2 separate regions of the Bombyx mori genome follow, and region 1 is linked to region 2. The links are chromatin contacts, called in public Hi-C maps. All regions are on one chromosome and are shown on one strand. Each heading gives the region's core, a stretch centred on a gene start, on an enhancer-like site or on the middle of the called end of the contact. The rest is flanking DNA. Distances are from core to core; before and after follow the strand shown.

Region 1 (6,298 bases), core at 610-3,109, 63 kb before region 2:
TTCATTTCATTTCACTCCATATTATCATTTTTCATAAAATTAAGAATATAAAGTAAAATAAGACATGACTTAAAGGTCTTAGTTACCAGGTCATAAAATCTCTTAAAAAAAAAAACAGCTTACTGTCAAAGCTGTCATCAAAAATACAATCGATTTTAATCGATTTGAAATCGATAATCATATTACTTTGCTAAGTAATAATAGACTTTTTCTTCATTTATGTATATAATCGCAACTAGCGACCCGCCCTCGCTTCGCTTCGGAAACATTAAATAAAACACACATGAAAACAAAAAAACAAAAACAAAAAAAAAAGTAGCCTATGTTCATCAGGGACAATGTCGGCTTCTAATGGAAAAAGAATTTTTCAAATCGGTCCAGTAGTTTCGGAGCCTATTCGAAACAAACAAACAAACAAATCTTTTCTCTTTATAATATTAGTATAGATTAAATCCGGCGCATACCGCACTTGTATACAATACAACAAGTATAAATCGCTCATTTAATTACTTTGCATTAATTACCTAGTGCAATGTTTTTCTTTTTATAATCCTGTAATCGATTAATTAAATCGATCACACCGTTATACCGCCAAAAACTAACTTTCTCATTTTTCTCCGGTCTCAGAAAGAGGATTGAGGTGATTTTTTTATATTCTTATATAAAAAGATATGACAATTTTTTTAGACTACATTCCAAGTTATTACATTTTTGGCCCACGATTTTCCGTCTCCTTTCATTACAAATTTCACAGTTTAAGCAGAAATATAACTTGCGAAACTTCCGTGTTATACGAGGGATTGAGATCGCGTAATGTGAAAATGCGTTATAAGAATATCGTGTTATATATAGGGTGCATTACTGTATATACAATTTTGGTTTAAGTATTTTAATTTTGTACTAGAAAAATACCTTATTATAGATTTTATAGATTTTGTATTAGCACTCGATTAGCCAGAAGGGGGTTTGAGAGGGAACGAATCAAATCAAATCAAAAAAAATTTATTCAACATAAATGAAAGTACATACTTGTTGAACGTGAAAAGAACTACCGCCAATTCACAGGAACTAGCCTCCGTCCTGAGAAGAACTGGCAAGAAACTCAGCGGGCATCTTTTTTTTAAAAATATTAGATATTTTTTTTAATATTAGATTTTTTTAAATATTCTTTTTTACAATGAGATCCATCTGAGGGTTAACGGTTACCGTCACTCTTCTGGCGCGGGATAACAATTGAACTGTAATTAAACTCACGTAGACTTCATCCCTGTAGGGGTGGCCGGAGGACACGTCCGATGAAGGCCCTTTGTTCTTGACGACCTGGAAACATTACGAGTGTAACACGTTTACGGTTGAACGTCGTGTGCATACGTTTAAAAAATTTCGTGGACACGGACAGGTTTTTTTTTAATTTTTAGTAAATATTATTAAATGACGAATGACACACACAACTCTATTCATTGTCAAACATTTGTTATTGCTTATTCTGTGGTCAAATTGAGAATAGGTTACTATTGTTTATCTTTAATATTATTTGCTTGGCGAAATCTGTGAATAAAGAAGTCTATTAAGTCTTTGACAATAGAACCTTAATAATGTTCAAACTTATAAATACAATTAATTATAGTCGAATCTCGACTACTGCGGGACCACTAGTTGTTACAAATATTTACGATTTGATCGCATAATTTACATTTGTCTGTAAGTTCTAATTAACGCCACTTAGCAAATATTGATTTTTCAGTACGTATGTATGCACACATATGACGTCATCGGACGCCGGGCCGCACCTTGGCGATCCCCTTCTGTATGCACTCCTCGAGCAGGTCGGCCGCGTCGCTCAGGTTGGAGCTGTCCGAGGTGTGTCCGTCGGAGGGCGCGGCGGGGGGCGCGGGGGCGGAGTCCACGGACAGCGCCGACAGGTTGCTGTTGCTGCCGGCCTTCGACAGTATCGCGGGCGTGTCCTCGGTGCAGTACACTCTGCACACCTCGCTCGGGGTTTGGTTCCCTGTAAATAACATTATAATTGAAGACATGAGTGGATGATGCGGTTAAATACCTTGAGTTTTTACATTGAATGAATGTGTTATATGCTTATAAACCATATTAGACCTTAAAACAACGAGTGTAAAGGCTATTGTTACGCGCTGGTGTTCGGGATAAATAAAAATTCTACCGACGTATACATTGATACTGTATTAACTCTTCGAACACTTAAAACACTCAACGAACACTTTAAAATTCTCAATTCGCTTCTTCCGCTTCGCTTCAGGTGATCCGTTCGCTGTTTCGCTTCGAGTAGTTCCGATTACTGACTAACTGCGTGCCATCTCTGCAACACTTTTACAGTCGATTCCACATCCCTACATTTGTCAAGTACATTCTGGGCGAGTCGAGTAGCTTCTATGTGTGTTTCTGCTATCTGACAATAGATGGGGTTGTACTTCTAGATTTTACTAATACCTTCGATATTCGTTCGGTTATTCGGCGATAGATGGCATTACTCTTACCGGCGTAACACTAATTTTAGAAATTGCACGTGATAAAGGAGTTGTATACGAAGAAATAGTACAAGTAACAAAAGTTCTTTGCCTGTTTTCTCAAAATTAACAAATTGTATCATATCCCCCTCATCCCCTCGTGTCTTCAATTGTAAGGGCGTTTTTAATTTTAACAAAACAAGCAAATGCAGTGAAAAGAAATCACTTTATTAGGATTTAAGGGGTAATTGGGAGGGAATGTTCTGACCCTTTCCATCAGAATGTGTATCCACATCTGCAAACAAGCAACCCAGAAAGCACTGACAATGCGATTTAAAAACTTATAAGCTATTTTAGAAACCTTAATTCTATTAATGCGACAATAAATCAAGAAATTAAAATTTAAAATCACTAAACAGAATCAAACAACCCGAATATGTATTCGTTCTTTTGTTTTGGCCTCAAATGACGTCACACGTAGTAAAATTACGTTCGGTCGACGTAAGAAAATTTCTCGCGCCACATTTGGAATAATGAGTCCATTTTCCAAAATTTTACATAGAAAATTCTACTCACCTTTCGTTAATAAATTCGATGTATTCGTCGATGAAGGTAGAGGATTGATTTGATCTCTGAAACGGAAAGAAAACCTCCAGTGAATACATTAAGAATTATTACAATATATTTATATTTATTGGTATTGTTGACAGGCAAGCATTCAGCCCCCCTGGTGAGTGGTTACCGTCGCCCATGGACATCAGCAATGCCAGGGGCCCACTCAGGTCGCTGCCCCCCTGCGAAGTGCTGTCTGCAAGCCTCACTCAAGAATTTACATGTCACTGAGCGAGTTGAGTTTACGTATTTATACATTTTTCGTATTCGCCGATGGTTTTTTTTATTATTTTTTTATTGCTTAGATGGGTGGACCAGCTCACACAGCCCACCTAGTTTTAAGTGGATACTGGAGCCCATAGACATCTACAACGTAAATGCGCCACCCACGTTGAGATATAAGTTCTAAGGTCTCAGTATAGATACAGCGGCTGCACCACCCTTCAAACCGAAACGCATTACTGCTTCACGGCAGAAATAGACAAGGTGGTGGTACCTACCCGTGCGGACTTACAATACGCAAATTATGATTTTGCGGGTTTGATTTTTATTAGACAATGTTATTCCTTCACCGTGGAAGTCAATCGTGAACATTTGTTGAGTACGTATTTCATTAGAAAAATTGGTACCCGCCTGCGGGATTCGAACACCGGTGCATCGCTTCAACACAAAAGCACCGGACGTCTTATCCTTTAGGCCACGACGACTTAGAACCCGATAATGATAATATACGTATGCTTACCTAATTTCGTTCTTCTGCAGCACGTCTTCGGGGTCATTCTCGAGCGCCGAACAGTTTTGATCCTCCAGTTTTTCGTTTCTCGAGAGTAGCTTCAGCGATTGCTGCCGGAATGACGTAATCAATTTTGATCAAATCCAATCAATTAGACATCACGTATATAATGGGTTTAATGCCGAGCTTTAGGAATACAGGTATCCCTCCTATAACACGGTAGATACGGTAGATAGTAGAGTTCATCCATACGACCTGGAGCTCTTGGCTCTGCCCCTGGCATTGCTGACGTCCACGAGCGACAGTAACCACTCACCATGAGGTGAGCCGTATGCTCGTCTGCTTATATGGTAATAAAAATAAAAAAACTTTCCAACAAAGACCGGTGTTGTGCGTGACCGTGTTATATGAGACAGAAGCCAGTACAAAAAGGAGAGGATCCTATTGTTGGGTATTTAAGCCTTTCGATATTCTAATTTGCGGGTAGGTTGCGCGTCAACAAACAATATGTAACAATTGAGGGAAGGGGGACGGGGATAACAATTGCGGGAAGGGGCACAGGGGGAGGACTGCAGCGAAGAGTAGTGGCCTTTGCTCTCCCCTCAGACGTTAAGAGTTACATAGGCTAGGCTAGTTAGACCTGGTGAGTCGTACCACTTAGTTAGTATGTTAGCTATAACATAGATTAGTGAATCAGTTTTAAGTTAGATACATAATAAATTAGAGTTAACTCTTACGCTATCGAGAACGTTAAAAAACTCGCAGTAAGCGCACTGACGCTACAACAGCGGGACGTACCTTGTTGTGCCTGTCCTCGTCGTCGATGGTCAGGCTGCTGAGGCTGGTGTTTGCGGAGAACTGGGCCGGGGTGTGTTCCACTACGAACCGGGACACACGCTCCTCGAACACCGAGCCCGCGCACTCCGCCCCGGACACCTCTGTGACAGACATGTCAGATACACAAACTGCTCTGTGATCCCGGATGACCGTGGTAATGAGTTTCCAAATAGTATTTATTTCGATAATAGTTATTTGTGCGATTGCATGCAGCAGAGTTGCGAATGTTGCGATGGATGTGTGGAGTAACGAGAACGGATAGAATACGGAATGAATATGTCAGAGGAAGTCTGAAAGTGGCACCTGTGACAGAGAAGCTGCTAAGTGCACGTTTGGGATGGTATGGACATGTGATGAGACGAAATGAAAATGAGGTTGGTAAGAGAATGTTAACTATGAATGTGGAAGGATATAGAGGAAGAGGTAGATCTAAGAAGAAATGGATGGATTGCGTAAAAGACGATATGGGTAAGAGGGGAGTGAGTGAGTAAAATTTAGCGCTATGCCAAAGTAACTATTCCACGCGGACGGAGTCGCGGGCAAAGGCTAGTTGGTTATAAAATTAAATTGGTGGATATCAAAAAGTATAGTTTCAATGATGGGGGCGGACGTACCTTGCGGCGGCGAGGGGGGCGCGGGCGGGGGGCGGCGCGGGGACGCGGGGGCGCTGCCGCCCGGCGAGTCCGGGATCTCACTCGGAGAGATGCAGCCCGATGTCAGTCGACTGTACACCAAAAGCTTTAAGTTCACGAGGTATTTACTTGCAAAAACACATAGTTTAGGATTTTTTTAATAAGCTAATACAACTAAAAATAATAGTTCTTCCAGCAAGACTCGCAGTGTCGCAGCACAGTAAATAATAACAAAGAAAAAAAGATAGTGGTATTATTATTTATCAAACTATGAATTCGGCTATTGTTAAACAATAATTACACGTTTCTTGAAGACATTACAACCAAACTGTATACAGAAAGCTATAAATTCCGGCAAAAAAATTGGTGCGCGTGCAACTTGGTGCACGTGAAAGAAGTGAAACTTCTTTTTCGGTGTATTGTGATTTTCTTCATTCTTCATCCATAAATCAAATTTCTCTTGTAATAGGGAATGCTGTGTATAAGAGAAACGACCTAGCTCTTCCCTCTCTCCACGGTCGAGTGGTTCGCGAAACGCTGTCTATTTTCACACCCTCTCTCTCTTTCTAAATTGTATCCTTTCTCTCTAGCCGTAACGAATCTGTCGCGAATTAAATTTTACTCTCAACGTGCCTCAAGAAGTTTCACTTCAAAAACAAATTTCTTAGATAACATAGATCCCGAACTCACCTAACTTCCGAGACCACGGAACCCTGGTCGTCCTGCTGGGAGCACTCGGGTAGGGATCCCAACGAGCTGGACCTGGAGAACATGAGGGGCGTGTCCTCGACGAACCGCTGCTGCGGCGACGAGGTCCGGACCGAGGTCTGTCCCGACGTTGCCGCTTGGGTGGCGATCGCTACGGGCTCGCTTGCAAATGTCACCGCTTTCGAACCTAACGGGTATTACGATATGTACAGTAATAACACGCCCGATGTATCAAGCGATGTGACTCCTGAGCTAGTCATATCAGATGTTCTCGATCTACTAACGGTGCTTTAAGG
Region 2 (6,322 bases), core at 1,829-4,328:
AATATAAAGCAGTAATTAAAAGGTATTATATATATTTTGCTTTTTTAATAGGGCTACTAGATTTAAAAATGTGGGTATTGCTTATGTAGTTAAAAAAATGACTTACCCGTGAAGAATGGACGTGGGAGGGGGCGGGGTGCGGGGCCCTCTTAATGAGCAGCACCAGCGCCATCTGCCCCCGCCTGACCACAGACAAAACAAAATATAATTACTTTAACAAGATTTAGTGTACAATAGTAGTTACAATTTGGCTTCAATAAAACAATCATGATTTCAAACCGAAACTGTCTCTGTGGTTGTGTTATATTTAATACATAAATATAGTTTATTCTAGATTTGATAAACACACCAGAAACTTTTGGTACTGTTTGTTCCCTACAATATAGTAATTTTTACATTAATAAGCAATATGTAAAAAGTGTCTTATTATATTATTGTGGAGAAAAATTGTGCTTAGTTTACTCTTTTGGTGCATAAAGTTGCCTTATTGTGTCAGGATTATCAAACTGATCAAGTAAAAATTCTGGAGACATAGATAGAGTCTCCCAAGTTTTTACAAACTAACTCAATGATGAGAGAAAAACTTTAATAAGGAATGGATTGTATAAAATTTATAAAGTAATGTATTATGTAATTAATGGTAGTAGGGCATATTATTATGTGGCACAGATAGGTATCACCCATCATCTTCCTTGGTATCTATATCATCGGTAAACACTTGATCCCTTGTACCATCAAACCTTCCTGGCAATGATAGAACTTGGATCTAAAGCAAGTAAGGATGGGAAACAGTGGTATTCATGTTATCGACATTTATTGAGAAGAAAATGATTCATTTAAAAAAATACCACTTATCACAAAACATAATTTTCTAATGAAGATTTATGAATAAAGGTTACATATTAAATGTATTATCTGTTTGTAAAGAAATTACTAAAAAGGTGATGACAAGTGTTCTGGTTTAATTTAGGATCCCAATCCTACTTTTATGCATATTTTTAATACTATATAATAGTTAATAATAGTTATAAATATTATAATAATAGTGAATAACGTTAGTCAATAATAACAAAACAAATTTTAAAAAGAAAAACAATTTACAAACAGAGTAGAAAACTGTACCTAATAATACTTCAATATACCTTATGTAGATGTGATTTAGAAGTTTTTTTGTTTAAGCTAAACAATAACTATTTGAGAGACGATTAAAATAATAATGTAATGTATATTTATGGACTGTGTTACATGTAAAACCCAGGGTATTAATGTTTCTTAACAGGAATAGACAGAATAATAGGACATACAGGATGTGGAAGTAACACAATACACCTTTCTAATCATTATTAACACTCAAATAGCTCATCAAAAGCTTTTGGGGGTAGAAAATAAAAAGGATCGTCTGACAATTTTTTTCTTGCCTATTTTGGCATAAACTGCATTATCATGCAAACTGATTTATTATCTAATAATTTCTATTAGAAAATCTATGTATGTGAAATAGTTTACCTAATAATTGTATTAGTACTTTTTTTGACAAACATTTTAACAAGATTTATTTGTGCTGTGTATTGATTTGTGTGTTTTGGTATGTTCTAAATTATCTAACACATACATAAAATGTTTCTCAATTAATTTATAATTATTATTCATAAATATGAAAGGTTTTTCCAGTAAAAAGTTTATCTACCGATTTATTTTCTCAATGCAGGTACGAAATTAGCGAGCTTCAATTACGCGTCTTTATACGAAAAAAAATGTTGATGAATTTTAAATTATACAATTTTGTGGTTGTTGTTAGTTTCAATGAATCCAGTAAATGCACAGAACGAAAAAAAAAAGGATATTAAATTAAAATTCATAGGCCTCGTTGGCTTTCTGAATTTGTTTTTTTAATTGTTTAATCGGTTAATACTGTGACTTGATTTTTAATCTTGCTGAAAAATTTACTCACCATTTTCATAAAAAAATGTTTTGGCTGCACTATTAGAACGTTCAACAAAATACCATAACAAAAACTATCATCTACGGCCGCCGTTAACTTTTTTTAACAATTTTCAATACTAGAGTTGAGTAGCCACAGGAACTAAATATCAAATCGGTTTCAGCGAGTTGAGTGACAGCTGAATCGATTTCAATTGGTTGGCCACAAAAGAAAGCTGTCCTCGATACAAAGCGATGAAGTTCTTAAAATCACGTGCAGTGTCTTTTTTAAGTGAATACCTGAAATATAACTCTCTATTGAAGTCCAACAACAATCTAAAAGCAGCAACCTTTATACACCCACTGCTGAATACACCTGAACTCTCTTCGAGTAAGCTGCGGGTAGTGCCAATTTAATAATAAGCCTTCTGCAATGGACAAAGAGCGGACTGGATATTTAGAGCAGTATTTTTTATCAGTTTTTATATTTTTGGCCCATTTATTATGATATGTTGAAATATGTGAGATCAAAGTCAAGACTGGTCATACAAGCAAGAATTTTTTTTCCCTGCCATTGCTAGTAATATCAAGGGGCTATTTTATGCTCAAGGAACTCAGTCTGAGAAACTTCTGCTAACATCTACCCTGGCAACAGCAGTGCGTCGCTGAATTTATCACCGGAACTGAGAAGATCCATCGAGAAACTCAGTGGGTTGTGTCTGTGGGCTATTTTTTACGTCGGTGAGCGGTGCTTGGAATGCTTAAAAGCACTGATATCAGATCGGGAGGATACGAAATGACTTGACGAGTTTTCAAGCAAGTGTAGGATACTTGTGCTATTTGAGAAAATCAAATAGTTTAGTAATAGGAGTGTAGAATGTCATCCCACTGGTTTTAAGCCATATACTTGAACTGCAATTGTACTTTGATAAATTACTCTTCCCTTGAGAATTCTTGTCAAATGATAGATCAGAAACTCAGTGTATTTGTCTGTTTTTCATTAATAAACCTAAAACGTAAATCTCGTAAACGTAAACTCACATTGTACTTGAGTGTTGAATTTCTCTCATTATCAATCACTATCACGTTTTAGGTTTATTACATTAAGAATACAAAAGTAATGTAGAGATATGAATAATCAAAAACAAAAATAGAAGTTGCCAGTTTATTTATATTTTGAAAATTTTACCTATTTGGCAATAATCACAGATGAATGTCAAAAAGATAAATAAGATTTCTTTTTATTTTTAAATGCTATAAAATAATTATATCTCAGCTTTCGGCTTAGTTTAAGTTAAACGAAGGTATATATGCAACGAATAATAGACATTAAACAAATATCCGCTTAAAACCTACATTTGTTTTAATTCACAACTCGTGATGTAAGACGTTCCATGACTTCCATGTCTATCCAAAATCAGTTGTTTTCGATCATTCTGCGGCAGCTTTATGTGTTAGACGATGCTTTTAGATATTTATTAAGAGGTATTAATACGTTGTTTGAAACATTTCGATTCCAGATGCTAAGGTTCAGCGGATCAATATCTTGGAGGTTAGGTATCAGGGCAATCATAAGAAAGCAGTCGACTACGAACGCTGCCGCCGTAAAAACTGACAAAATCGAGGACACTAAGAATGTTCAAGGAAAAATACCCATTGCGGAAACGTTTAAGGATACTTCAGGTAGATTTTTCATTTAATACATTATCTTTGATTGATTTTGCTAGATGTAAAAAATGTCAGAATTTTATATAGATTCAAGAAATATGCATGTTTCAAGAAGTAATTTACTATAAAAAAAATCTTAATTTGTTTATTAAATTAAGAACTTATGACATTTTTATTAGTATTCTTGTTGACTAGATGACTATTTTTTGTTAAGTTATCACTGGAGCTCATAGACAACACAATGTGAATGAGGCTTGAGACAATTAATGACAGGCTTGAGACAGGTCAATGGTATAATGAAATATATATGTAGTATAAGTAGTGATTAAATTAGAATGTCTATTACAAGAAGTTTAAAAAAAAGTTGTCAAATACAAACTTGTTAGGCCATCAATACAATGGTAACTGTTGTGAGGTCTTAACAAATATCATGTCCATTGTTGAAATTCACCTGAAGACAAGAACAAGGACAATTAATTCCGTTTTTTGTTTGTTAAATATGGATGATTAATTTTAGGCCTCGTAGCCGCTGCATTTGCTCACTTGAACTCTGAAAGTGAAATTACAACAACTAAGAAACCAAGTCCAAAATCAGCTAAGATAAGTCGCCACCAACAGCTCGAGAATCAAATTTCCAAAGCTGCTGATGTGAATTCTCTGCTCCTTGTTGCTGAAAATCCTGTTGTGTCTCGAAGACATGCTTTGAAGGTATGTTTATGGAGATCAAATGCAAAAATTTAGATGACTATTTCCTAAACTTTTCATATTTCATTTTAAAGATAATATATAACAGAACCTGTATAAAATTCTAAAAACAACCCTGTTATTTTATTTTACATGCAGTGAAAATATAAACATAGTGTTTAAGTTACTACTGATGTCTACTTCGTTAGCATTCTAAAGCAAGAAAAACCAATGTAAGCCTAGAAAAGTAATGTTAAGTCGAAAAGCCCAAAATATTACAGGAAAGTTACTTTAGTTAATTCTTTAATGACTGTTAGCGTTTAGTACGCTGTTTTTTACTGCCAATGCTTAATTATCAATATATCAGCTATATAAATTGGCTTTTGACTATACTCTTCAGCTATTAACATTTTTCTGTTTTTTTAGTCAATTAACCTTATCATATCATTATAAATTGTAACAAAAAACAGGCAACTAAGCTAGTGTGTGACAGCCTTGTCTGCGACTTGTCATTAAAATGTTCAAGGCATCAATTTTTTTATACTCTTGTCTAGATGCAAACAAAATGGTAATTATTCAATGTATTTTTTTCTGCTACTACATCTCCACGCATATCTCAAGTCTTTTCAGATTCACATGACCTATCCAGATTTATGATTTGTTCATAATTTTTCCTTAATTAAATATAAAATTTAAAATATTTCAATTGGAATTTTTGTGTTTCAGATGGTTTCTATCTTATCAGAATGGTCGAGCACTAACAAAGTGAATTTGAATGAATTCGAGAAAGACCCACGTTTTTTAAAGCTATGTAGAATTCTGGCTAGGACCTCAACTACTCATGCGATGAGTTCCTTGACAATGGCAGAGGATCTGAGCACAGTTCTAGGAATAACTGGTGATGATGAGGCAGCCCGTCTGATTTCAAATTTGACGCTGTCACAAATGATAAAGGTAGGAATTACTATTTGAAACAGTCATTGTAGAAATATTTTTTGTTTCATGTTGAGCCATGTAAAATTGCGCTTAAGGCCTCCTGCCTGTGAAGAAGATGAGAACTTGTAAAATAAAAATGCTATGAATACGAATTGCTGTCCATATTTACTGCTGGTATTTAGGTGCACGATTACGAAAGTAGCAGCCGTAACAACCACTGTGGTAAGCAAGAAAGTGAAACAGTGTAAACTTTGAAGGTCTTGCAGTACTTGCATACTTTGATGTTAGTAACATCATGGCTGCAATGTTACTAGTCATTACATTATCTAGAAATACTACATACAATATTAAAATGAATTTAACTAGAGGAAGATGAAGATAATCGACATTGCTTTATACTTTTTTAACTATTCAGGTAATGAAGGCATTGCAGCAGAAGGGACGTCGCAGCACACCATTACTGCGTGCTCTTTCTCACAACATAACAAGTCAGGCAGAGGTCATTGATCTCAAGAAATCAGCTGATTTACTATTTTCTATGGCTAGCTTAAACTTTCCTGACCCTCTGCTACTGGACAGGATATGCAAGTAAGTTTTTTATTGCTTACATTGGTTAGACAACCACATGACTCGCTTGGTGCCTGATGGAGCCTATTGAGTATTGTTTCAATGCTCTAGCTGACTGCCCTGAACTGGACATTTTCAAAACTTCTACTAAGAGTATTAGGAGAACATTAGTCAGTTAATGGTTGAATGTAGATATGTGTCGTTTGCGAATGAACGAATCAAACGACCCGGGCCTCAAATTCCGCGCGAACGATAGGGTCACTTCAAAAAATATGAGTCGTTCACTAAATCGACTCGTTTAACACAAAACCTACGAATCAGAAGAAACGAACCATACGACAGTCATTCGGGTCATTTCGGGTTGCCGGGTCTCGACCCGCGCCCGTCTCGCTTAGTCGTTCGTTGTGACATAATGTCGCATAACGCATTTGGATTGTTTTGATCTCACGTAAACAATCGAACTATAACAGTTCCTTTAAGCTGGTATTCAATACTAAACTTTATCCAGCCAGTAACCTGATCATATTATTTAAGTCATAAATTGATG

Evidence for each region. Hi-C and Micro-C count contacts between places; a contact is called where the count stands out from the background.
Region 1: a contact with region 2 is called in a Hi-C map of midgut, with 2.3 times the contacts expected there. The contact joins the enhancer-like site here to the promoter of LOC101740185 in region 2. A contact is called at or near these places in 2 of 7 Hi-C or Micro-C datasets (midgut and whole pupa).

Annotation. Positions count from the first base shown.
Region 1 is chr6:1,813,877-1,820,174 of ASM3026992v2, reverse strand. LOC101745327 (adenomatous polyposis coli protein) reads right to left here. Exons shown (of 14, transcript XM_021347395.3): 5 at 5,985-6,189; 6 at 5,277-5,386; 7 at 4,624-4,763; 8 at 3,835-3,935; 9 at 3,057-3,112; 10 at 1,791-2,008; 11 at 1,255-1,320. Among protein-coding and RNA genes, the nearest start is that of LOC101739778, 24 kb to the left of the region's middle. Within about 2 kb of position 1,859, at least 3 of the 8 cell types and tissues checked have open chromatin away from gene starts, as enhancers often do.
Region 2 is chr6:1,752,132-1,758,453 of ASM3026992v2, reverse strand. It overlaps LOC101740185 (FAST kinase domain-containing protein 4), which reads left to right and starts at 3,078. Exons shown (of 11, transcript XM_004925215.5): 1 at 3,078-3,224; 2 at 3,441-3,603; 3 at 4,106-4,296; 4 at 4,999-5,226; 5 at 5,624-5,796. The coding sequence starts at 3,441. It overlaps LOC134199022 (a long non-coding RNA gene), which reads right to left and starts at 2,277. Exons shown (of 3, transcript XR_009973337.1): 1 at 1,952-2,277; 2 at 107-182.